Regions from separate parts of the Camelus bactrianus genome. Here region 1 is linked to region 2. The links are chromatin contacts, called in public Hi-C maps. All regions are on one chromosome and are shown on one strand. The core of a region is the stretch at or near the end of the contact, and the rest is flanking DNA. Distances in the headings are between cores, read along the strand shown.

The links. A called contact is a pair of places that touch in the nucleus more often than the background predicts.
Region 1: a contact with region 2 is called in a Hi-C map of liver, with 6 times the contacts expected there. The contact joins the promoter of MBL2 here to the promoter of DKK1 in region 2. A contact is called at or near these places in 2 of 2 Hi-C or Micro-C datasets (blood and liver).

The regions. Positions count from the first base shown.
Region 1 is chr11:53,343,977-53,349,994 of ASM4877302v1, reverse strand. It overlaps MBL2 (mannose binding lectin 2), which reads left to right and starts at 2,965. Exons shown (of 5, transcript XM_010971305.2): 1 at 2,965-3,072; 2 at 4,649-4,838; 3 at 5,237-5,356; 4 at 5,963-6,018. The coding sequence starts at 2,965.
Region 2 is chr11:53,009,010-53,015,000 of ASM4877302v1, reverse strand. It overlaps DKK1 (dickkopf WNT signaling pathway inhibitor 1), which reads right to left and starts at 1,712. Exons shown (of 4, transcript XM_010971274.2): 1 at 1,276-1,712; 2 at 868-1,030. The coding sequence starts at 1,521.

The DNA.
Region 1 (6,018 bases), core at 1,716-4,215, 330 kb before region 2:
ATGGAACTTGGCCAAGCTCATCCAGCCAGGAAGTGGCTGAGCTGGGATTCCATTCCACTAGAGGAAAGGGATGTGTGTGTGTGTGGTGGGGCAGGCAGTCCTCCTACAGGTCAGAGAGGCAATGTTGTTGTCTAGAGGGGGTGCCAGGGTGGAGGCAGTTCTAGGAAGAGCTTAAGGTTCAGAACAAATATGCACAGTTGCCTTATCAATGAGGAGGAGTGAGGACTGGGTAGTCTGGGGCTGACACACGTGGAGAAGTTTATCTCATGATGGGAAAGACCTCCTGGAGACTCTGGAGAACAGGAAGGACTCATAGCTGCACCAGGAGCAGTGACTCAATCAGACTGACTTCGCACCTAGAAGCCCACACCTTCCCAGCTCAGTTACAGGAAATGTCAGATCCAGAGGACAGCTTACTGACCTCTGGACTAAGGGTTCAATAAAAAGCACAGTGATCAAAGCCAGCATTTCCAGTGTGACCTGGAGTCAGCTGCCTTATTTCATCTCCTGCCAGTTTGGAGTAGGAGCAAGGGGAAAGTCTGGATACTAAAGAGCAGGGAAGAGAGATGAACAAGTTGCCAGCAGCCTTTTTTAGACCCTGGATCTCCTGGTCTCTGTCACTGTGGCTCTGTACCATCCTGGACATCTTTTAGGCACAGGGGATGGGTCAGCAGAAAGTAAGGAAACCAGACCCTCCACAAGCCAAGGACAGTGTAGTTGGAAAGGACCTGGAAGGGAATCCCATGCACTTTCCTTCTGGTGTTTGGAGGCCTATATGATACTTCACCACATGGCTCTGCAACCTCTGTTTGAAGCTCCTGTGATGGACTCCTTCACCACCGAAGCCACCATGACATCTATTAGAAATGCTGTCCAGAATTAAATAAATTTTGCTTCACTAAGCTATTGTTCTATTACTTCTAGATTATCCCTCTTGACCACTGGCACATGATTCAAGCCACTTTTTTTTTTTTAACAACCAGTAGTTTAATATAAATACAATCAGCATAGAAAAACTCAAAACTACGCATACACCAAAACCAGAACACCAAGTGGGGGGTGGGCAAAGGCACATTTCTGATCTTTTGACTTAGCCAGTCTTCAAATAAAATCAACAAAGAAGACAAGTCAAGCCATTTACCCACAAGATACTCATTATACCTCTGGCAATCAGTTGAATGGCACCCAGACAGTCAAGTCAGAAACTTGTGTGTCCAAACAACTTCCTTTTTCTTGCTCACCATTTCACATCCAACCAAACTCCATCAACTATACCTTGTATATGTTTCTCAAATGTGTCACCTTTTTGATACAACTGCCATTACCCTAATTCTGGCCACCACCATCTGCTGTTTAGACGACAGTACACACTTTCTTCCAGCTCTGCTTTTACCCAGTTCTGCTCCCCTCCAACCTTTCTCCACATTTTAGTCAGTTTTTGAAAAATTCAAATATGATCATTCCTCTTCTATTGGAATTTGTCTTATGACCCTTGGGAGGAGATCCAAAGTCCTTCACATAGTTTGTAAGTCCTATTATCAACAGGCTTATATCTCATCTCTCACACTTTTGGGTCTCACACTGTAAAACCAGTCAGACTGGACAGCATTATCTGCAGGAACCCAGCCTACTCTTTCTCACTTTTAAGCCATTGCACAAACTATTCTCATTGTTGCACAACTTGGACAAAGCTCTGAAGGAAGCAGGGATGGTCTTTGGATCACTCATAACATCCTTGAGATTCCCTTTGGAAACTTTTTCATTTGAAATATTTTTTTTCTCACAGACAAGTGGAAAAAAATAGTCTAAAAAAACAAGGTTCTCATGTACCCTCATCCATCACTCACCAATGGTAGGATATAACACACCAGAGTACAAGAGTCAAAACCAGGACATTGGAATAAAACAAAGAGATAAGGATTTTATTTGGATTTAACCATTACTTCCCTGCATTTTTCTTGGTGTATAGTTCTATGAAATGTTATCACAATCATGGGTTTGTATAATCACCACAATGAAGATTCAGAATTGTTCCATCATCCGAATGAAACTTCCTTGTGCTACACTTTATAGTTACACCCTCCCTGCAGCCCTGCTCACTGCCAACTGCTGACTGTTCTCCATTATTTAATGTTGTCATTTCAAGAATACGATCTAAAAAGAATCACAGAATTTGTAAACTTTTGAGATATTTATTTTACTTAAAACACGATGCCCTTGAAATTCATCCAAGTTATTATATTAATTAATAATCTGTTTCCTTTTTTGTGAGTTTTCCACAGTTTATCCATTCACTTGTTGAAGGACAGTTGGGTTATTTCCAGTTTTTCTGGCTATTAAAAATGAAGCTTTCAAAAATGTGGTACTTACATTTAGTGGAACATTATTCAGACTTAAAAAGGAAGGTAATTCTGATACAGTCCACCTCATGGATGAGCCTTGAAAACATCATACTAAGTGAAATAAGCCAGTTATGAAAATAAATACTGTAGGATTCCACTTACACAAGATGTCTAGAGTAGTCAAATTCATAAAGACAAAAAGTAGAACAGTGGTTGCCAGGGGTTGAGGGTAAGGGTGGGGTTGGAAATGGAGGACATTTTTTTTTTTTGGTGGGAGGAATTATTTCTAATGGGTACAGAGTTTCAGTTAGGCATGATGAAAAAGTTCTGGAAATGGATAGTGATGGTTGCCCAACAATGTGAATGTAATTTATGCTGCCAAATTGTACACCTGATAATGGTCAAAACAGTACATTTTATGTTATCTATACTTTCCTACTTTTTATTGTGATAAAATAAGATAAATGGCTAGAATATAATATTGTGTGTCCTAAGTAATATGAAAGAAAATAAGGTAAGCTAAGAGGATAGACAGTGGCAACAACTCAGATAAAGCTATCAACAGAGGATTCTCTGAGACAGGAATATTTCAATGGAAGACAAAGAGCCCGCCAGCGGCACAATGGAGGGGACGTTGAGGCTGGGAGGGCGCCCAGTGCAGAGCCTGAGGCAGGAGCAGTCAAGGTGTGCTAAAGGCAGCAAGGCGTCTGCTGCACCTCCACAGATGAGTGTGTGTGTGTACACTGGCATGTCTGTGTGTACGGCCAGTATGCACAAGCGTGTGGGTGTGTTCGTGGGAATCTTTTTTGTTTCTCTGTTGGAAACAAGCATTTCGGCATGACTAATCATGTGTGCCTACTTCTGGCGGCTCAGCAGTAAGAACTGCCAAAACGGATGGCAACTGGAAGGAGGAACTGTACAGTGTTAAAGAAAACAGCCACCAAGCACAGTGCCAGAAGCCCCTGGGAACTGCTCTTAAGAAGAGTTGTTCATTAATCTGGGGTTGAAGGCCAGGCCTCTGCTGTCCCTGTTCACAAGGCTGACTAGGCCTTGCGATACCAAGTCCAGCCTCCTCCCTCACCCTGACACGTCTGCCAGAGCATCCTGCTGGAGGGCCAGTTTCCTCGTCACTGCATCCCTGCTCGGAAGAAGTCCCAGTGATTTCTTTCTGGTAAATGGATCTGGGGTCTTATATCAAATGTCTAGGGACTTGACATGATCTGGGGGCCTAGAGGAGACTTTCTGGGAAGTGGATGTGGGCAGGTGGCAGGCAAAAGCCGTGCTGAGGGTATCTCTTTCTCTGATTATGCTGGGGCATCTGTGACTCTCCTGGGTTCAGCTGACCATTTGCAAATGAGACTGTGCCTTTGTTTTCAAAAAGAGCCAAGAAGGATTAGACCCTTGAGGCTGGGCTGCTGAGGTTTCCTGGGGAGGGACAGCTGGTAGAGAACTCTGAAGGCAGATGAAATGTTTGAAAAGACTGAGATGGAGAAATAGAAAGGTTTTCAAGGAAGGTGGTCTAATGGCAAGTGGTTTTGACTTATAGAACACACAAAACTCCTGCCAGGAAGTAGAGAGGGATCAGGCACCCTGCCAGGGACAAGATAGTGAGAAATTTCCAGAGAAAATTCTCCCCTTTGCAAGTGTCTCTTGCAGTGGGAAATAAAACAGCAAGAGGAAGCACACTCAAGTTAATTCTGGCTGGGTTGGTAAGGAGTAGTGACTCTGGATCATTAGACTGCAGCTCAATGCCTGCCACTGAGTAAATGTCGGTTAATTGGCCCTGGAGAGCAATGGACTGTCCAGATATGAGGATGGGATACTGGTGTGCAGGTGACAGATGGGCTCTGAGGGGAGAGGTAGGGAGAGAGAGAGCTCCTACAGATCCCTGGGTCTCCATCCGAGTTTACCTGGTAAACTCACAGGCATGAGTGAGCTAATAAGCAATGTGTAGGCCTATTTGCTCTCACAAAGGACAAAGAGAGCACACTCATAGCCTTCCAGCAGTAACACTAGAAGCCCAGGCACTAGTGACCCCTCTCCCCACGACAATGCAAGTTGTTGTGCCTAGCTTTATTGAAGTATTAACCACACAATGTCATAGCAGTATTTACTTTTCCAAATCCCTTTTCTGGAGGCCAGGAATGGGTCATCCATCTCTACAATACCTGTGCACAGTATAGGTTATACAGAAACATATATATATGTATGTATGTATGTTACATAGAAAGTGGGCATGTTTGGAAAATATGTGTTGATTAACGGAACAAGATGAGATAACCATCCTTGACTTTTCCCACCCCAAGGTGAGGACCTTGTCCCTGCTTCCATCGCTCCTTCTCCTCCTCCTGATTGTGGTGACAGCATCTTGCACAGAAACAGAAAACTGTGAGAATGTCCAAAAGACTTGCCCTGTGATTGCCTGTAGTTCTCCAGGCATCAGCAGCTTCCCAGGCAAAGATGGGCATGATGGTGCCAAGGGAGAAAAGGGAGAACCAGATACAGTTTGGGCTGTTCTGTCTCTGTGACTCTGTCTCCCAGAGGAAGCTGCCTGGAGATGTGAGGTGGGTAATGTCACACTCATGCAGCTTGTACTTCTCTCAATGCCATATTATAATTCAAAACAGAGATACAGCTCAGACTCTCTGGCTTCCCAGTCTTCCACACAGGAATTGGTGACACACAGTGTCCTTCTGGCTCAGGGAGTTGACTCTCAAGGCAGACCACCTGATGGGACAGACGAGGCTTTTCTTCTATGGTCTTTGGAAGCAGTGGCTCGGACAAGTTAGCCCTGGATCAATATCTCCTTCCTCCCAGGAAAGGACTGGGCATCAAGCCTTTGGAGAAATCGAGTAGGAACATGAATATTGAGTCCTGTTTTCTTTGTCCTCCAACAGGCCAAGGACTCAGAGGCTTGCAAGGCCCTCCTGGAAAGGCAGGGCCTCAAGGAATCCCAGGGACTCCTGGGTTACCAGGACCAGTGGGCCAAAAAGGAGACCCTGGAGATGATTTGGGTAAGGTGTTTAATGCAGCAAGGTTAGGCTGAAGGCCCCAGGGTCCAGGAACTCTGAGTACCATGTGGGAGATGCCCCTTCTCCTGCTGCCTCCTGGGAAGGTGCCCAACTCTGCTTCCTGACCAATAGCCTCAGACTTTTCTAGGTTACTTAGAGCCTCAGGAGATTCTTATCAGTGCCTGACTACAGACTCACAAACCCTCACATGCCTCGTAGAGGAGCTAAGCCCTGGCTCTCCCTCAGTGGAATCAATCCAATGTGCAGCTCTGGTTCAAAGAGGAGAAAAGATTCTCTATGTGTTGGACTTGCTATGCCTATTTTCACAACAGCAGTAGATACATGGTATGTCAGTTATCTTTTACTTCATGAGAAACAAACAGACAAACAAAACGACAGCCATTTATCTAAATCACAATTCTGTGGATCAGCCAAGTGATTTCTTTGCTGGTCTCAGCAGGACTCACTCGTGTGTCTGTGGTCAACCGATGACCAATGGTCTCACTTACGTGGCTGGTTACTGTTTGGCTATCAGCTGGAGTGATGAGGGTAGCTGAGTTCTAAGATGCTTTCTCAACAATGCTCTTCCACTCTGCTTTAATTTTCTAGGTGACCATATTACCCTGGCTGCTTCAGAAAGAGCAGCCCTGCGATCAGAATTGGAC
Region 2 (5,991 bases), core at 463-2,962:
ATTTCTGCCCATTTTAATATCACCCTTGGGATAAGAAAAATAAAATCAGTCACTTAAAGTTTTTAAAAATAACTTCTCTGCCCTTAGTGCTATATGGGTACTGCCAGACTAAGTTAAGCAAATGCAACACCAGATGCCTCGAAGATTACAATCTCACTCACCAGTTACTTTACTGTATAATTTCTGTATTACAGAGATTTAGTTCATCCCGGAGTATTACTGGGTCCTAAGAAGGGTCGCCACCCTTCAGTTTATTTCTGGAGACTTCTTTGGCTGTCTGAATCTACCTCTTTGAGACATTAAATTTTAGTGGACATGTGGTTGAGGGGAGGAGTACTTATTTTATGGCAGCGGGACTTGGAGGCAGAGAAGGATGGAGACGCCAAGGATGCAAGGCTATCAAGGTCTCCCTTAAGAATGGCCAGCACAGATAAATCACTGTCTGCTGACAGATAACAGTTTGAACGGGGATCGTGAGGGAGAGGCACTATAAGAAAAATGAAAGAGGCAACTAAACATCCCTTCTGGTTTCCTTGGTCTCTTTATAATTCCACCTCCCCACCCCATCTTTCTCAAATGGTGTCAAGACTCTCCCTAGACAAATTTTTGTGTAAGGGTCCATTCTGAGGTAAGACGTCGTGTTAAATAATCGAGGGGCACGGGAAGATAAGGAGCTCCAGAACTTCCTTCCTTCTCTTTGCTCCCGAATTTAACACTCGCCACGAAGGTGTTGCAGGGGAACCTCTCACGCTGAAGTCCCACTTGCAGGTGGTGCAGCGTGTTCTCAGAAGCAGAGCGTTGTCTCCCAGCGGTGGGCTCAGGCTCGTAGAGGGTAGTTTGAGTCTGAAAGGGAGCTGCCCGACTCACCATTTTTGCAGTAATTCCCAGGACAGCACATAGCATGACGCATGCAGCGTTTTCGGCGCTTCCTGCAGGCGAGGCAGATTTGCGCACCGGAGCCCGCTCCGCGGGTGGGACTCGCGCAGTACTCATCAGTGCTGCACTCCTCGTCCTCGGCACATGGGTATGGCTGTGGGAATGGGGCCAGGAGAGGGTGAGGCACCTGGGCATCCAGGTACCACACTCCTGAACTTGGATGCTCATCAGAGTCCCTTTCTGCCCACCTCTCCAAAAGCTGTTGCCGCCCACTGCACCGAAAGGCAGATTTTCCGAATAAGCCTTGAACCGCGCACACCTAGCACGTTCTACTCCCTCCTCCCCAAATGAGACCACTTCAAGGTCACAGAGTTCCCAGATCCCTGAGACCCTTCTCACCTGGTAGTTGTCAACCGTCTGGTACTTGTTGCCGCCCTCCAACAGAATTCCGGGAGCAGCGCTGACTGCGGAGCCTGGGTGCCCGGCAGCGCCGCCCAGCGGTGGGGGCAGGTTCTTGATGGCGTTGGAATTGACGAGAACCGAGTTCAAGGTGGCGCTCACTCCGAGCAGAGGGTGGCTGCAAAGAGCCGCAGCTACCAGGGCTACCAAGACCCGGGCAGCACCTACTGTGCCCAGAGTCGTCATCTCAGAAAGGCTCAGGGAGAGAAAGAGAAAGGAATGTCACTTCGCAAGCCTGGTCTCCTGGAAGCCGTGCCGGCGCAGCTGCAGAGTCAGTGTTCCCAGAGCCTCCGCCGGTCCCGGAGTCCTCACTGCGGGGCTCTGCGCGGCCACCGCCACCGCGGCTGCCTTTATACTGCGGGCTCTGAGCATTCCGGCCCCTTGGGGGGAGACAACAAAGCCGGGTTGGGATTTCAAAGCGTTGGGAGGGGCTGGGAGGGGGTGTGTTTGTGTACATGAAGGGGAGCCTTTGACAATCTTCACCCCGCCCCTCCCTTGCGCGCGGCCGCCGTTCTGCCCAGCTCACCTTCGGGGTGATGGTAATCAGTGAGCATTAGAGGAAACGACTTTAATAAATGCGGAAAGACGGTGGAACTTCGGGAACTTGGGTGCCCTTGCCTTGAAGTAGGGATTGGAATATCGGGATCTGAAATACTTTTCATACAGGCATTGTGATACTCTCTGCAAAACCACTTATCTCTTCCTTATGCCAGTACTGATTTATTGAGCGCGTAGATAATATTCAGTATTAAGTACAAATCAATTAGTAATTCAAAGTCTAGCGAGAGGGTCAAGTGGCCGTTGCAAGTTGCTGATTAACCCTTTACAGTCACGGTTTTCAGATTTGTGGTGAGATCCTTTGCTTTAAGTTCCTTCAGTTCCTTCCCCTGGCTTCTGTGCCCACCACCTCCCCCAGCCCCCGCCACCCGCCACCACGGGAAAAATGTGCAAAGAGAAAGACATTAGCACATCAAACGAGGGTAAGAAGGAAGAAGAACTAATTCTCTTTTGATGGGAAGTTTAGAGAGGGAGGCGAGAGACTGGCGTTTGGAAACGAGATCAGGGGTGGAGGGAAGAGGGAAATGACCATCCGATAATCAAGCTATTTAATGTGCTTTGAATCTGAGCAGTCGCGGCAGTAGATGAACTTGATTAGGCAGACGCGCGAGATCAAAGTGGCCAGGACGAAAGCGGACAGGGTCCGACGGCTGGGTCAGTGGTCCTTCCCTGGTTCCCCCTTCTCAGTGGTGGGCGAACACAGGGCGATAAGAAACCCTTAAGGCTTAGCGCCTGCCTTCCTCGTTAGTATTTCATATCGCAAAGCTTGAGAACGCCTGTGTCTGAACCGTTCACGGGACCAGGGAATACCCGCTCTGGGGAGATGCAAGACTAGCTTCAGGAAAGGAGAAGCTCAAAGTGAATTTGCTGTCATTTAAATCAGTGTGTACAAATAATACGGTTACGGCTAGTGTGTAAGAATGCTGTTCTGCCTATACACTGGAAATAACTGATTCAACAAAAACATATTGGAAGTTTAGTGCTGGGGGAGTGGGCAACCCCTTCAGGTTGTTCCCCCGTTGTGGGGGTGCAGAGAATACAAATATTCTAATTATAGTAGTAATAAAAGACAAATGTACACAGCTCTTCTTAAAGCAGGTTGGTGTTATGTCACAAAATGGACAGTTACTATGTGAATTCAGCAAAAGAAGAGGTGATTGAATAAGAAACGTTAAAAAGATTAGGACACGTACGTATATTGAGTGCTCCCTAACCTACAGGGTGTTTATGATCACTCTGCACACTGACCTACATAACTTGGGCCAGCACCAAGTGTAGCCAGTGATAGTTTTTCAGTAGTATAGTAATCCTAAAGTTAAGTGAGGGAGGGGTAATTTTTTTTTTTAAGTTTGTAATGGTCTGTGTTCTAAATCCTTGGATTTCAGAGGTCACATTAAGAACATTTTCTAAACAATTCTTTAATATTGCCTCTAGTTACACTGGTGGCCCTCCTATCCCAAATTCCATCTATCCAGTGAAATTTCCTCTGGTTTACTGACAATTCTTGGTTGAAATTCTAACGTGGATTAACTCCCACATATTTCTTTAGTTTTGTTTTTTTTTATGAACATATACAATGACCAAGACTTGGCTACTACTCTAGAAATTTTTGGAACAAATTTAAATTTGGAAACAAAGGGGAGATTGTTTATATTGGATTTTTTAAAAATGAGTCTAAGAAATGAATATGTCAGTATACTTTTTACTGAGAATCAGTAATGAACCAGGTCTCCCTCGGGCAGATACGTGGTGACCCTCAGCCAACGTGAAGTCTATACAGACAGGGTAGAGCCATAGGGGATTTTAGGTACCATATTATCACTTGCAGAATATTGATGATAATGTCAATAATCGATGTTAAGCATCTTCAGTGTGGTAAAAAAAAAAAAAATCTACAATCTGTCTTGAATTCTTACCGAGTTGAAATGTGGAGAATTATTACTATTCCTATTACCCTATTTAAATAGAATATTTATTAAATATTTCTGAAAATATGCTTGAGCCACACTAAAAGCAATCTCTTTGCCTCTTTTTAGGAGGGATGGTACATGTTAATACATTTAACCAGTTTGGCTGATTAAGAGCTGGAATTCACAAATGAAACCATTGTCTAGAGGCCAAAAAAAGGTGTGGGGGGGAACAATTTAATTAGCAAAAGGAAAACTTTAGCAAAAAGGCATGTTGCATAAATTCATTCTTGATCCTTGTACATATATGTCTGGTATGGTTTAATATTCATTAAGCTTGGATAGAGTGTTGTGTTGAGTTAGGGGAGTTAGGGCCAAGAGCAGCATTTCAAGAGCAGAGCCTTCCCCCCTTTCCGTGTTCTTCCTGAAATTGTCATGATCTGAAAGCTAATAATAATGATTTGGTCAATATCTGAGTTCCTATTATGAGCTAAGCACTGTATGCAGTGTAAAAAAAAATGAGTACTCACAGTATCTATCTATAAATAATTTAGTGGGAGGATGGGAAATAAACTCACTAATTATGCAGGAGAGAACTTAAGTAAGAGATCCCCAGAGAGACCCAGGTCTATAGCAGGCCAGTCCTTTGTTCCAAATGGAAACATTTACTTGGTCAGTGGAATCTTCATTTGAAAATCCTTTTCATGATTGAATTTGCTTAATGGCAACAGAAGAGCAGGATGAGTAAGGAGGCAGAGTGAAGTTCATTGTTCCAACAGCATCTAGTTCATATACAGTGAGTGCCCATTATATGCAAAACGGTACCCTAGTCCATTTGGGAGTATACCTCCAACGTCTTAAAGAGGGCCTTTTTGTTCTCAGAAAGCTGAATTCAGTCTTTGAGTTGTTGGGGAAACAAATATACCTACGTGGGAATGGAGGGAGAAATTTTTTCCAAAACAGATTCTACTTTGGCACATAGTAGGTCATGGGGAAGATTGTATTTTGGGGCATATTCGATCTAGTAATTGTGACCAGCAAGCTTCAAGGAAGACAGTGTTCTGCTAACTGTGACTTTCTCCTGCAGACAGATGATGGAGGTGGTAAGAGTTGCAGCAGGTGTAGTTGGTTTATTAAGCCTAGTTTATTTAGTTCTGTAGGGACTCTGCCTCTCCTTTGATCTGGCTTAAACAGAACCGTAACTAATACAGTAAGTTTAAAATTGTGCATTAGATTTTAGAATAGGTGGAATATGTTTACTGACGTGGAACTTAGCCACAGAACTCAGGAATGTTATAATGCGTGCCTTCTTCATACTCTCAGCGCTGTATGCCTGGCATAGATGCTCATCAACCTCTTTATCCATGAGGTAGAGAGACAAAGACACTCCAAAAAACACAGTGTTATTTGCAAACATGTTTTTCATCTTTCTTATTTCAGATTCTTACTTGACTGCTGCATTGTTAATTCACTACCTCCCTCTCTCTTTTCCTTTCTCCCTTCCTCCCCTCCTTCTTTGTGTCTTTCTCTTTGTTAAACCAAAGGAGACAGATCTGTTGCCATTTGCTTTTACTTCACTAGGAAAACATTGAAAAAACATCATTTCATACAGCGAGGGTTGCCAACATTTTTGTAGGCACTGATCCTGAATTTATAGTAGGGAGCCCTCATTCCTAAGTCTAGTGAAAAATGTTACGACTTTCTCATTGGCCTTTAAAAGATTTTGGTCTTAATGCTCTTCATGATGTTAAAAGAGCTTTTAGAGCAGGCCTGTGTTACTACTCCCGAGAGGACGGATTAGGCTTTTCTGCACTCCTCAGTAAAAAGAGAAGGCGAGATTTGACAATGATTATGTTTATTTGGTCAGTGGAGATGGCCAGCCCAGATAAATCAGGCTCCATGGTAGCTTTCTACCCTAGCTCAGAAGACGTGTTTTACAGGAGCTGGATATTCAGAAATGATCTGAGAATGGGACTCACAACCTAGAAACCTTTAACTAAAAATCAGACAAACTTTTCTGATGTCCTGACACTTAGAAAGGTTTGTGGTATGTAGTCACAGGGAGTACAGAACTGCCCCTTCAACATCCCTTAAAGGATTTGACATTTCCAGCCATGAAGACAGACCAGTGACAGCAGAAAGTAGGGTGCATGATCCTCTTGAAACATTCTCCAGTGCTAGAGAAAAATCA